Linked DNA regions of Sus scrofa: all the other regions are linked to region 2. The links are chromatin contacts, called in public Hi-C maps. All regions are on one chromosome and are shown on one strand. The core of a region is the stretch at or near the end of the contact, and the rest is flanking DNA. Distances in the headings are between cores, read along the strand shown.

Region 1 (4,250 bases), core at 1,741-4,240, 110 kb before region 2:
ATTGTTAGTCCTGTTAATGACAGGGGCCATGTCTTATACTTGTACTGTACCTTTACATAGAGTCTAGCTAAGAGCCCAACACATCAAATTACCTAGCACAAGAGCTTGGCACAATGGGAACTCCATCTTCTGGCCCCATGCAACTGGGTAACTTCTGAGCCATCCTAGACTTCTTGCCATTTTCTGAACAGGCCATGTCCTTAAATGCCTTTGTCTTCTACCTTTCATATGCCTATCAAAATCTTAACTCATTCTTACAAATCCCATTTAAGTCCTACCTCTTCATTAATCTTTCCTCAATCCTCCACATCAGAATTAATTGCTTCTTCCTCTGAGCTCCTTGTTCTATACATAAAACAGTTTTATTTTTGCTACTTAATACTGGAGTTTTTTAGACTGAGAGGTCTTTGAGAGCAAAAACCAGGTCATGTTCATTTCTATTTTAGCGCTTAGCACAGTGTCGGAGACACGGAAAATAAATATTCGCATACAAATAAATGGGTGAACTTATTTCATTCTCCAATTAATCAAGTAATATCTTTTTCTTTTTGGCTATAGTCATGGCATGTCGAAGTTCTTAGGCCAGGGATTGAACCCATGCCACAGCAGTGACTAGAGCCATAGCAGTGACTATATCAGATCCTTAACCCACTGAATCACCAAGGAACTCCTAATCAAGTAATACCTTGCTATTTTTTTTGGTTTAGCCTTGGCATTTTCATAGAGGAAGGCAAGAAATGTCCATAAAACTATTTAGTACTATAACCTGGTACAGCAGCTTAAGGATTTGGCATTGTCACTATTTCAGATCAGGTTGCTGCTGTAGTTTGGGTTCAATCTCTGGCCCAGGAACTTCCGCATGCCTTGGGAATGGCCAAAAAGAAAAAAAAAGCAAAATTTCACTGTAATGTATTTCAATCTTTTTATTTATCTATCAATCAATCTATTTATTTATTTTAGGGCCGCATGTATGGGAAGTTCCTCGGCTAGGGGTCGAGTTGGAGCTGCAGCTGCCAGACTATGCTACAACCATAGCAATGAAGGATTTGAGTCTTGTCTGTGACCTACACCGCAGCTCACAGCAATGCCGGACCCTCAACCCACTGAACAGGGCCAGGGATCGAACCTGCATCCTCAAGGATAATAGTCAGGTTTATTACTGCTGAGCTACAATGGGAACTCCCTTGAATTTAAATCTCTAAGTTTCATTGCAGAGCTGTTCATAAAGTAAAAAACTGGAATCAATCTAAATATCCAGCAACAGGAGACATACATGATTTAAAGACTTTCACAGATAAAATTTTAAATTGCAATCTACAAAGCTTCCATTTGCACTGTATCTAAAACTATTACTCCTTTTTTAATTTTTCTTTTTTGACTGCACCCGTGACATATGGGTTTCTGGGCCAGGGATTGAATTCAAGCTGCAGCTGCGATCTATGCCACAGCTGCAGCAATGCTGGATCCGTAACTCACTGTGCCTGTCCAAGGATTGAACCCAGGCTGCTGAAAAGACAATGCCAGATCCTTAACCTGCTCACCACAGTGGGAGCTCCTCCAATTTTATTTTTGGCTGCACTTGCAGCATGTGGAAGTTTCCCACCAGGTCAGAGATCGAACCCATGCCATAGTAGTAACCAGAACCACAGGAGTGACAACGTTGAATCCTTGACTGCTAGGCTACCAGGGAGCTCCTATTACTCATTTCTTTGATGCATTTACTTGATGATCATTTTTACTATATTTCTCTCATATAATTGGTAGAATTTTTTTTCCTTTTTCTTTTTAGGGCCACTCCTGCAGCATATGGAGGTTTCCAGGCTAGAGGTTGAATTGGAGCTGCAGTTGCTGGCCTACACCACAGCCACAGCAATGTGGGATCTGAGCTGCATCTGTGACCTACAACACAGCTCGTGGCAATGCCAGATCCTTTAACCTGCTGAGCGAAGCCAGAAATTGAACCCGAATCCTCATGGATACTAGTCGGGTTTTTAACTCACTGATTTACAGTAGGAACTCCAGTAGAGTTTATTTCTAATCATTTAGAAAAGCAGTTAAGTTTGTTCTTCAGGTACAGTAAGGAAACACATTTTAAAAAAAAGAATTGTAAGAAGCATTAAATATAATTTCACACATATTATAGTTCATAAATGGACATCAACCTGTCTGGATATACACAGCCAGTATATTCATGGGTCATATTGCAGGACAACATGGCAGTTAAAGTCTTAGACTCTGGCTCTGCCATGGTTATTAGCTGTGTAATACTGTGGAAGCTTTTCTGTGCCTCAGTTTCCTCATCTATAAAGTGGGGATAAGAGTATCTACACTTCATAGGGTTATTTTGAGAGTCACATTGGTTCCTATACATAAAGCACTTAGGACAGTGTCTCATACATACTAGGTGTTCAATAATGAGTTAGCTGCCAGCATCATCATCTTCACCATCATCATGATTATAATGACTACAGAGCTTCAGGGAGTAAAATTTGTTCAATCTTGCTTTGCCTAACTGCTATTTAAAAAAATTTTCCCGTCCTCTGTAAATCTGCTTCACTTTTAGAACCAACAAACTAATCAAGCTGTGTCTTTAACAGTGGAACAGGCTCCCTCGTGAGGAGTGAGCTGCACTGCGGTTATCTACTGAGGCTGGAAAGCAAGTTGCTACAGGCACTACTGTATTGATTTCTGACTGTGTAGAGGTTGAAAGAGATCCCTCAAAGGTTCCAACAGATCTAATGAATGATTACACGAATCATTCTGAGGTTCCTTTCAAACTCCAAAATTCTATGACTTTACCAGGTTATCATGGGCAGTGCTAAAGCAGCAGTCTTGCCAGGAACCTGCCATTAGTTAACACTCTGAAGTGAGGCAGAAACAAAGACTTTCACTGAAAAACAGAGATCTTTAGTCTCCTCTGTGTTCTGAATAGTGAATTTCCATAGCAGTAAACCAAGTTCCGTGACTCAAGTCTCTCAGCAATTCTAGAAAGGAAACTGAAATTATCAGTGTTTGCTGAGAAAGTACTTACAGTTTGCCAAAAGAGGGAGCATGGGAGCAGAAAGCATATTTTGTCCATCTTTAAAAAAATGTTTGTTTGGATTTTGTGTTTTAGTTTTTGATTCCTTTTGCAAGGACAGGATGAGACTGCACAACAGTTACAAATAACTTTCTTTTTTAAAGACTGCCTTAAGGCAGAAGGGTCAAAGACAATATATAGATGACTTTAAAGGATCCCTCTCTTTTCTCCTCAGACAAAACATTCACCTCATGGCTGGTTGCTGGACATCAAACAGCTGTAATTAAACTGCTCTCATTAAAAGGAAAGAGAGGAGGAGCTAAGCCAGTAGCTTCTCCTGAGGAGAGAAATAATCACATATTTAATAAAAGGGCAACTTTAACTTTATTTCTCTTCCTGGCTGCCATGGATTGTTTAAAACAGGATTCATTATATGCACAATCTAGATCTCACCTTTACTACAACATTGGAGACGTTATCAATAACAACCCAGTTTAAGGAAAGTTAATTATTGGGGGGTTAACTTACCCACCCCCTAGGGCCAAACACTCCATGCCACTCAAAAGGAATGATGTAAGCACCTAGAACCTTTTGTAGAAACAAGTCTTTGATTCACACTCATTAGTCACTAACGTTGGGAGAAGGCCTGTGTAAGACAAGGAAGTTTCTATAAGACACACACATCCATATGAAGCCATTTTTCAATACAAATTTTATTTCAGTACAAAGGTAGCTCTGGCAAGCTATTCATTTGTGCATAGTTTCAAATTCAATTCAGAATTCTGCAAATTTATATATTTTTAGTTTGAGCAACATATTCAGTCTCTTATTCAAATTACCAAAAAGTGCTCTGTATCGTGTTGCATAAAAGCTTTAGAATTTCACTTGGAAAATGCAGAGCTTAAAATTTTCCAAAAAAACTGTATGTTACATAAACTAATTATTTGATAGTTTAATGAAATGGCTTCTTTTATTATTGTTCACTGCTGCATTAAAGCAAAATGATACAAAGTATTAATCTAAAGAAGAAAGTTAAATATTCTATAATTTCCTGAGATCTGGTTTAATTTCCACAGGTCTTTAAACAATGTTCTAAGAGCATTCTGCTACATTTTCTGGACCTGGAAAATACATGATGTTGGACTGAGTTGTTAATAGATTTATAACCGAAAAGACATTATCTTGTATTATAAGATTCTTCTCAAAGGATAACCTTTAAAGTTGGATTATG
Region 2 (3,649 bases), core at 927-3,426:
ACTCAATTTAGCTGGGGGTTTGCCTGGGGCTGGAACATTGAAGACGGTTTCCCTCCTTTCTGGGGCTTAAGTGCTGGCTGCCATTTCTCCCTTATGTGGACTCTTTCTTTCTCCTTGTGGTCTCATCATTCAGTGGTCTAACCTGAGCCTCCTTACATGGCAGCTGGGTATTAAGGGCATAAAAGTGAAAGCCAGCAGTCCTCTTAAAGTTCAAGCCCAGAACAAGCACAGTATCATTTCCATTGCATTCTTTTTTTTTTTTTTTTTTTTAGGGCCACACCCATGGCATATGGAAGCTTCCAGGCTAGAGGTCGAATTGGAGCTGTAGCCATTGGCTTATGCCACAGCCACAGCAATGCTAGATCCAAGCTGTGTCTGCAACCTACACCATAGCTCAAGGCAACGCTGAATCCTCTAACCCACTGAGCAAGGCCAGGAATCGGACCTGAGTCCTCATGGATACTAGTTGGGATCCTTACAGCTAAGCCACAATGGGAACTCCTGCATTCTTCCCCCCCCCGCCCCCCGACACTCACAGCAAGCGGAAGTTCCCAAGCCAAGAATTGAACCCACACCACAGCAGCAACCTGAGACACAGCAGTTGCAATGCCAGATCCTTAACCTGCTAAGCCATGAGGGAAATTCTCCATTGCAGTATATTAGTCAAAGCAAGTCATAGGCCCTCTCATGTTCAAGGAAAGGCAACATTAACTCTACCTCTTGACTGCGGAATGGCATGTGCATACCAGGAATGATGTTTGCCAAATTGTTGGCAGACATGTTTGCAGATAATCTACCACAACTGTTTTGTGGAAGTTTTATTTCAGCTGCATAAACTGCATATGTGTTCACTGGGTCACACAACAAACATATTTCTTACTGTGAGTCACAGCCAAAAGGTTTAAAAATCACGCTTCTTCCACAACCCTTTTTTTTTTTTTTTTTTTTTGTCTTTTTGCCATTTCTTGGGCCTCTCCCGCGGCATATGGAGGTTCCCAGGCTAGGGGTTGAATCGGAGCTGTAGCTGTCGGCCTAGGCCAGAGCCACAGCAACGCGGGATCAGAGCCACGTCTGCAACCTACACCACAGCTCATGGCAATGCCGGATCGTTAACCCACTGAGCAAGGCCAGGGATGGAACCCGCAACCTCATGGTTCCTAGTCGGATTCGTTAACCACTACGCCATGACGGGAACTCCCCACAGCCCTTTTTAAATATCTTCCATAGCACTCAGTATTCACAGAACTTAATTTACTTTATTGCATATCGCCCCCATTAGAATACAAGCTCTCTGAGGGCAGGGACCTTGTCTGTCTTGTTCACTGCTATATCCCCAGCACCTGTCAGGGCTTGGCACTTAATACGTGCTTAATAAACACTAGTTGTTATTGAGTAGATAGTAACGGTTATCACTTATTGGGTGCTGAGCACTTAAAAGCATTATCTCATTTAATTTGTTCAACACATTTGAGCTTCTGCTATGTGCTGGTGAAACAACACCGAACAAAACAGACAATGATCGCTGCCACACAGAGTTTATGTTACACTATGATACTAGAATAGTATCCAGTAGATTTGGTGATTCTGTTTTGACAGATAAGGAAACTGAGAGTCAGAGGGGTCAGGCAATTTGCCCAAGGTCACGCAGCTAATAATTTCACCCTGACACCTGGCTCTTTTCCACTGTGCCGCAGATGTTGGGTTTTACCCAGAGATGGGCCTAAATGGTTACAGATTTCAATTCCTGCAATTGCATCTCTGAAGGATCAGACTTCTTTCTGGGAATCAGGCACAAGGCAGTGGGAAGAGGCGAGTCCCATGACCTCAGAGTCCCTGTCTCCCTCGCTCCCAACCCCCCCCACCAATTCATGATGACGTCTCACACCTGGGGTGTTGCAGATTTGAGCCACAGGTCTCAGTCACCCCCCACTGCCTTATCGGCATGTGACATCCCCAAGTGGCCGGGGCCTGCAGACCTGGCAAAGAATGCAGCTCGAACAAAAATAAACCTGCCACATTCTTTGGCAGCCCCTTGCCCCTTCCCGCTCCCCAGCCATCCATCCTCACAGCAGAGCCTGCCAGAGAAGGCCAAGTGAGGGAGCGCAGGGTGGAGGAAGTGCTGCTGCAGTCCAACCCTGAGAAAGAGAGCGAGAGGGGAAGAGAGGAAGAGAAAGAGAGAGAGAGATCACCTTATATGGGAGTGTGCGCAGACAATGTGTGGCAATGGCTTAGAGGGCAGCGGAGGGCAGATACCAGACAGATGGAAGAAATTAAACATGGGACAGAGCGTGTTCCTGGGCCCTGAAAACAGCTCTTGTTTCACAGCAAGTTCGCACAAAACCTGGCCCGTTTTCCTTTTTTGCCTAAGCCAAGCAAGATGTGTGTCCTAAACTCTACATGACTTTGAGTCAGGTTCCTGACTCTGGCTTTGGCCGAGGTCTCAATCCTCTCAAGTCATTTCTTTGACGAACAAGATTCCTCTCAGCAAAAAAAAAAAAAAAAAAAAAAAAAAAAAGAAAGACTGGGCCTGTTTCCCAAGAGTTTCCAATATTTCTCCAAGGCACATAAATTAGTGGTTAATGAGTAACTACCCCTTCATTTCTCATTCATTCCTTCATTCAACAAATATTGAAGACCAGTTATGTCCTGTGCACTGAGCCAGGGTCTGGAAAGACAGTGATGATGACGATGGTAACAGTCATAATAATAATAATAAGAGTTACCATTTGTTGATTTGCACTTATTGATAAATATTTCAATTCATAATAAGTTATTTAGTACCTTCTATGGTCTAGTCATTAGTGACACTGAATATTAATTCAGAGTTATCCAGTCCTTGCCAGTGTGGAGTTTACAAGGAGGAAGGGGAGCAGAAATGACAGCTATTGTACAAGTGATCCTATTGGATCTTAACAACAGCTTTTTGAACTGGGGTTTTCCAACCTCAGTGCTATGGACATTTTGGGTTGGATCATTCTTTGTTCTGGGGTGTGTGTGTGTGTGTGTGTGTGTGTGTGTGTGTTGGGAGGGGCTGCTCTGTGTACTGAGGGATATTTAGCAATATTCCTGGCCTCTACCCGCTAGGCATCAATAGCAATAACTCCTCTCCCTTTAGTTCCTCAGTTGTGACAACCAAAAACTGTCTCTAGACATTGCCAAATGTCCCTGGGGGACAAATATCACTTCTGGTTGAGCATCACTTTTTCAATAGATGAGGAAGTAGAGACTCAGGGCAGGTTATAAAAATTCCTTAAGATCATACCACTGGCAAGTAGGGCTCATACCCTGGTCATTCTGATTCCAAAGCCCATGGGCCTAACCATTACAGTGTAAAACCCCATTTCCTAGGCAACAGATGCCTGTAGGTTTGGATGGCTAAGACCTCATTAGCTCATTTCACAAGATGGAAGTCAACTGTGCTAGTACGGATCCTCCGAGAAGCAGATGCCAAGATGGGCATCCACTTGCAAGAGATTTACTTAGGATTTACTTATTTATGCCTTTGGAGGATAAAGAGGAAGGGAGTGGGGGTAGGCAGGAGACTGTTCAGACTGTGCTGCTGGTCTGATACCTTGGAAGGAGAGGGGGAAGGAAGGATGTGATAGGAAGAGCCTTGGACAGTGGCACAGTTCTAAGAGTTTTGGCTATG
Region 3 (4,073 bases), core at 248-2,747, 75 kb after region 2:
TTATTTTCCCTCTTGAGCTGGCTAGTGCTGGTTTTGTGCTGATCTATTCTTACTTTGACACTCTACATAGTTCAATCCTCTGTTCCTGACTTTTTCCTATTGGTGATCCGGTGCCCTGAACTTAGTTTCCAGATTATCTCCTATGTTTGAATAATTTTTTCCGACTGACCCTACAACACTAGACCAGCAGTAACTTGGCCTCTCAGTTTAAGGCTTATCACACAGTCTCCACATCCTATCCCTGCCTGTGGGAGCCAGACAGGATTCTGTGACTGTGGTTATGGCTGGTCATTTTGTGCTCTCTTTCCAGACACGAAGTAGGCTTTTGCGGGTCCCCTTTCAGAGAGAGTTGTTGAGTGTACCCCTAAAATAATGGTTACACAATTTGTCTATGAAGCTGGTAGGAAATTGATACTGATGTTCTTCATTCATTAATATATGGAAGAAAAAATATTTGTTGACCCAATGGATATACATTGGTAAACAAAATAGACAAGTTGCTACTTAGCATACATTCTAACAGAACATGAATATAGGTATCATGTAACACAAAATATAAGCAAATTAAAAACTTCAACAAGTCAACATCATTAGTCACCAGGGAAATGCAAATTTAAGCCACAATGAGATATAACTACATGCCCACCAGCATGACTAAATAAAAAGACTGGAAATTTCAAATGTTGGCAAGGAGGAGGAGCAACTGGAATTCTCCTCCTTTCCTAGTGGGAGTGTAAAATGGTACAGCCACATCATAGAACTGTTGGGAAGTTTCTTATAACGTTAAACAGACATCTACCCTATAATCCAGAAATTCCACTCTTAGGTATTTATCAAAGAAAAAGGAAACATGTATCCACACAAAAATTTGCACATGAAAGTTCACAGCAACCTTACTCATAAGAGCCAAAACCTAGAGGCAATCAAACGTGCAATAACAGGTAAATGGAGAAATAATTTTTTATATTTATATAATAAAACACTACCTAATATAAATAAAAATGGAAGAAACTACCGATACACGCAACAACATAAATGAATCCCACAGACATTATGTTGAGTGAAAGAAGCCAGACCCGAATGAGTACATTCTCTGATGCCATTTATATGAAGTCCAAGAACAGGCAAAACTTATCTGTGATGATAAAAGACAGAACAATGGTTGCTGGGCTGGGGTGTGGGGGTGGGAAGAAAACGTAGGAACTGATTTGGGAGGGAGTACAAGAGAATTTTCTGGGGAATGGAATGCTCTAAATCTTGATAGAGATGTAGGTTACACAGGGTATTTATTTGTCAAAACTCACTGAACTGAACCCTTAGGACTTACGCATTTTATTATATGCTGATTATACCTCGATAGAACAAACAGATAAATCTGACAAGACCATTTTAGATGATAATAAATGCTTCTAAGGAAATCAAACAAGATGGTGTGATGGGGGTCGGGGGAGATGCAAGCAGAGAAGGCTTCTCCTAGCACAGGGGAGGAGCCCTGCAGGCAGCCCGTACTTTCCTGAGGATTGAACTCTCCTAGTTAAGAAGAGACACTGCACACAGGAGCCCACAGTAGGGAATCAACTCACAAAGATACTCGCTTCTCTGAATACCTTCGGTCCTAATAGTCTAGACCAGAGTGCTGATCCCTGCTTCAGCATCAGGTGGGATCTTCTTAAAAATGCAATTCTCAGGCTCTACCCCAGACCTACTGAATCAGACACTCTGGGGATTGTCTTCCTAAGCCTTCTAGGTTATTCAGTTGCAAACTCAAGTTTGAGAACCATGCATCTAGACATGGTCCTGGAACCAGACCCACGGGCCTCAGTGGGAGCTTGTTGTGATATAAAATCTCAGCCCCCACTCTCAATTTACCGAATCAAAATCTGCATTTTAAGATTCCCAGGAGATTCATGTGTGCATAAACATTTGAGAAGCACTGGTCTAGCACTCTATTATCTAGCAGCCCAAACATACTTTCTTCTTAGATGTTTCATCTGATTATATTTTGTTTCCGCCACCAGGTTGCTTGCTACCTGGGAGAATGAATAAAAATGTGTCTGTTCATGTGAATACAGGTCAAAGTACACACGTACACGCACACACTCATACACACACCCAAACACATACATTCACTTCTTCCTAACCATTCTGTTAGCACTCTTACTGACTTCTAGAGGGGTCTGCTCAAGCAAATGGATTGAGTTATATTTTATTCAAAAGCAGCATCATTAATTGGCAAACAGCCTTTAACAGCTTTTTGTTTTCATTTTTGGCCTGCACAATGTTTTGAAGTTGAGACATTCTACATAAAAATCTGGAGTTCCTACTTTTTTTTTTTTTTTTGAAAAATTAAACCATCAGATAATCTCTGGGTTCATATGCCACATGGCAGCACTCAGCTAGAGCTGAGTATCAGGATTTTATTTATTATTTATTTATTCATTCATTCATTCATTTATGCTGCCCTGCAGCATATGAAGTTCCTGGGCCAGGGATCAGATCCAAGGCACAGTTGCGATCTACACCACAGCTGCTGCAACACCGTACCCTTTAACCCACTGTTCCAGGCTGGGGATTGAACTTGCTTCCCAGCATTCTAGAGATGCCACAGATACAGTTGCACCTCAGTTGGAACTGCAGTGGTTCCCTTTAGAAAGGGCATTCAGCTTTTGGTTTGCCATGGTCCTCACCATTCCGTATTGCCTTCTACCTGGCTGCATCTCTCATTTCTGTGGACTGCCTGGCTCCTACAGGCATTTGAGTCTGAGACCCTTGACTAAAGGCCAGCTGAGATCCAGACACAAGAGGCTTTTTGCTTTCTCTGGGTCCATGGAGTTTCATCCAAGGCCCTGAAACCAGCTCCTAATTTAGGCAATGTTTTGATCATTCCCTGCTGGTCTACTGAATAGGCTCATGGCCATTAGCAAGCAGAGAGGCCTTGATCGGCGGTCCCCTAACTGCCCCCACAGGCTGTTTTTCCAGCCATCAGCAGACACACGCAGGGCAATGTACCAATCAGATGTTAGCAAACGTCCTTCAAGTCGCTGAGCTAAGCCCAAGAATGTTAGCTCCTGGAGAGATCTGAGCTTTTTGAAGAACGGGTTGTGATGTTAATATTCTTTTAGAACAAAGTGTTAGAGCATTTGTTGTCTGGAATAAGCACCAGAAGAAATCTCAAGCCAAAAATAAATTGTTGAGCTCGGATGGGTAACTGACAAGTTATTTTCAAAGAGCCACACAAAAAAGGAGATTAGAGGTTATATGAGGTACATGAGAGAAAATATGACTTTCTAACTCATAGGAAGTTGAAGGGATTGATCACGTTGCAGAATTTTGTTCTTTACCAAGAGATCTGTGGCAAAAGGTCCTTATTCAATGGTTCAGTTTATTTACCATATGAAAAAAGGGGAAGACTTACATGGAATAGAAGTCAGATGAGCTTCTCTGGTTCAGAAAGGGTCTGTGTGTGGATTTGCTTCCCATGGTTGCTGAAACAAATAACCATAAATATGGTGGCTTTAAACAACACACATTTCTCTCTCATGGGTCTGGAGGCCAGAAGTCCAAAATCAAGGTGTCCACAGGGACACACTCCCTCAGAAAGCTCTAAGGAAGGATCCCACCTTGACTCCTCCAGCTTCTAGGCTCTAGGTGCTCCTTAACTTGTGGCTGCCTCCCTCTGGTCTCTGCCTCCGTCTTTGCATGGCCTTCTCCTCTGTTTCTCTCCCTACCTCCCTTCTTTCCTCCCTCCCTTCCTTTCTTCCTTCCTTCCCTTCTTCCCTCCCCTTCTCTCTCTTTCTTTCGCTGCACCTTCAGCATATGGAAATTCCCAGGCTAGGGGTCACATCAGAGCTACAGCGGCTGGCCTATGCCACAGCCACAGCAACGTGGAATCTGAGCCACATCCATGAACTATGCTGCATCATGTGGCAACGCAAGATCCTTAACCCACTGAGTGGGGCCAGGAATCGAATCCACATCCTCACGGACACTATGTTGGGTTAGTAACCCGCTGAACCGCAACTGGAACTCTCTGTGTTTCTATTTTAACTCTCCCTTTCTTTTCTCTTATAAGA

What was found. A called contact is a pair of places that touch in the nucleus more often than the background predicts.
Region 1: a contact with region 2 is called in a Hi-C map of subcutaneous adipose tissue, with 3 times the contacts expected there. The contact joins two enhancer-like sites. A contact is called at or near these places in 1 of 5 promoter capture datasets (liver), 17 of 47 Hi-C or Micro-C datasets (alveolar macrophages, blood, embryonic fibroblasts and 7 more) and 2 of 2 datasets of contacts at active chromatin or transcription factors (alveolar macrophages and skeletal muscle).
Region 3: a Hi-C map of fetal heart ventricle shows a contact between it and region 2, with 4 times the contacts expected there. The contact joins two enhancer-like sites. A contact is called at or near these places in 2 of 47 Hi-C or Micro-C datasets (embryonic fibroblasts and fetal heart ventricle).

The regions. Positions count from the first base shown.
Region 1 is chr14:31,617,956-31,622,205 of Sscrofa11.1, reverse strand. No RefSeq gene overlaps it. Among named protein-coding and RNA genes, the nearest start is that of ATP2A2, 55 kb to the left of the region's middle. Within about 2 kb of position 2,990, at least 27 of the 83 cell types and tissues checked have an H3K27ac peak or open chromatin away from gene starts, as enhancers often do. A contact at or near this core is called in alveolar macrophages, retroperitoneal adipose tissue and subcutaneous adipose tissue, where this site is marked.
Region 2 is chr14:31,506,933-31,510,581 of Sscrofa11.1, reverse strand. All of the region lies in intron 2 of IFT81 (intraflagellar transport protein 81 homolog), which reads right to left. Among named protein-coding and RNA genes, the nearest start is that of P2RX7, 32 kb to the right of the region's middle. Within about 2 kb of position 2,176, at least 33 of the 83 cell types and tissues checked have an H3K27ac peak or open chromatin away from gene starts, as enhancers often do. A contact at or near this core is called in alveolar macrophages, retroperitoneal adipose tissue and subcutaneous adipose tissue, where this site is marked.
Region 3 is chr14:31,430,410-31,434,482 of Sscrofa11.1, reverse strand. The region is part of intron 8 of P2RX7 (P2X purinoceptor 7); the gene reads left to right. IFT81 (intraflagellar transport protein 81 homolog) reads right to left here. Exons shown (of 20, transcript XM_021073043.1): 2 at 3,416-3,485. Among named protein-coding and RNA genes, the nearest start is that of IFT81, 6.9 kb to the right of the region's middle. Within about 2 kb of position 1,497, at least 2 of the 83 cell types and tissues checked have an H3K27ac peak or open chromatin away from gene starts, as enhancers often do.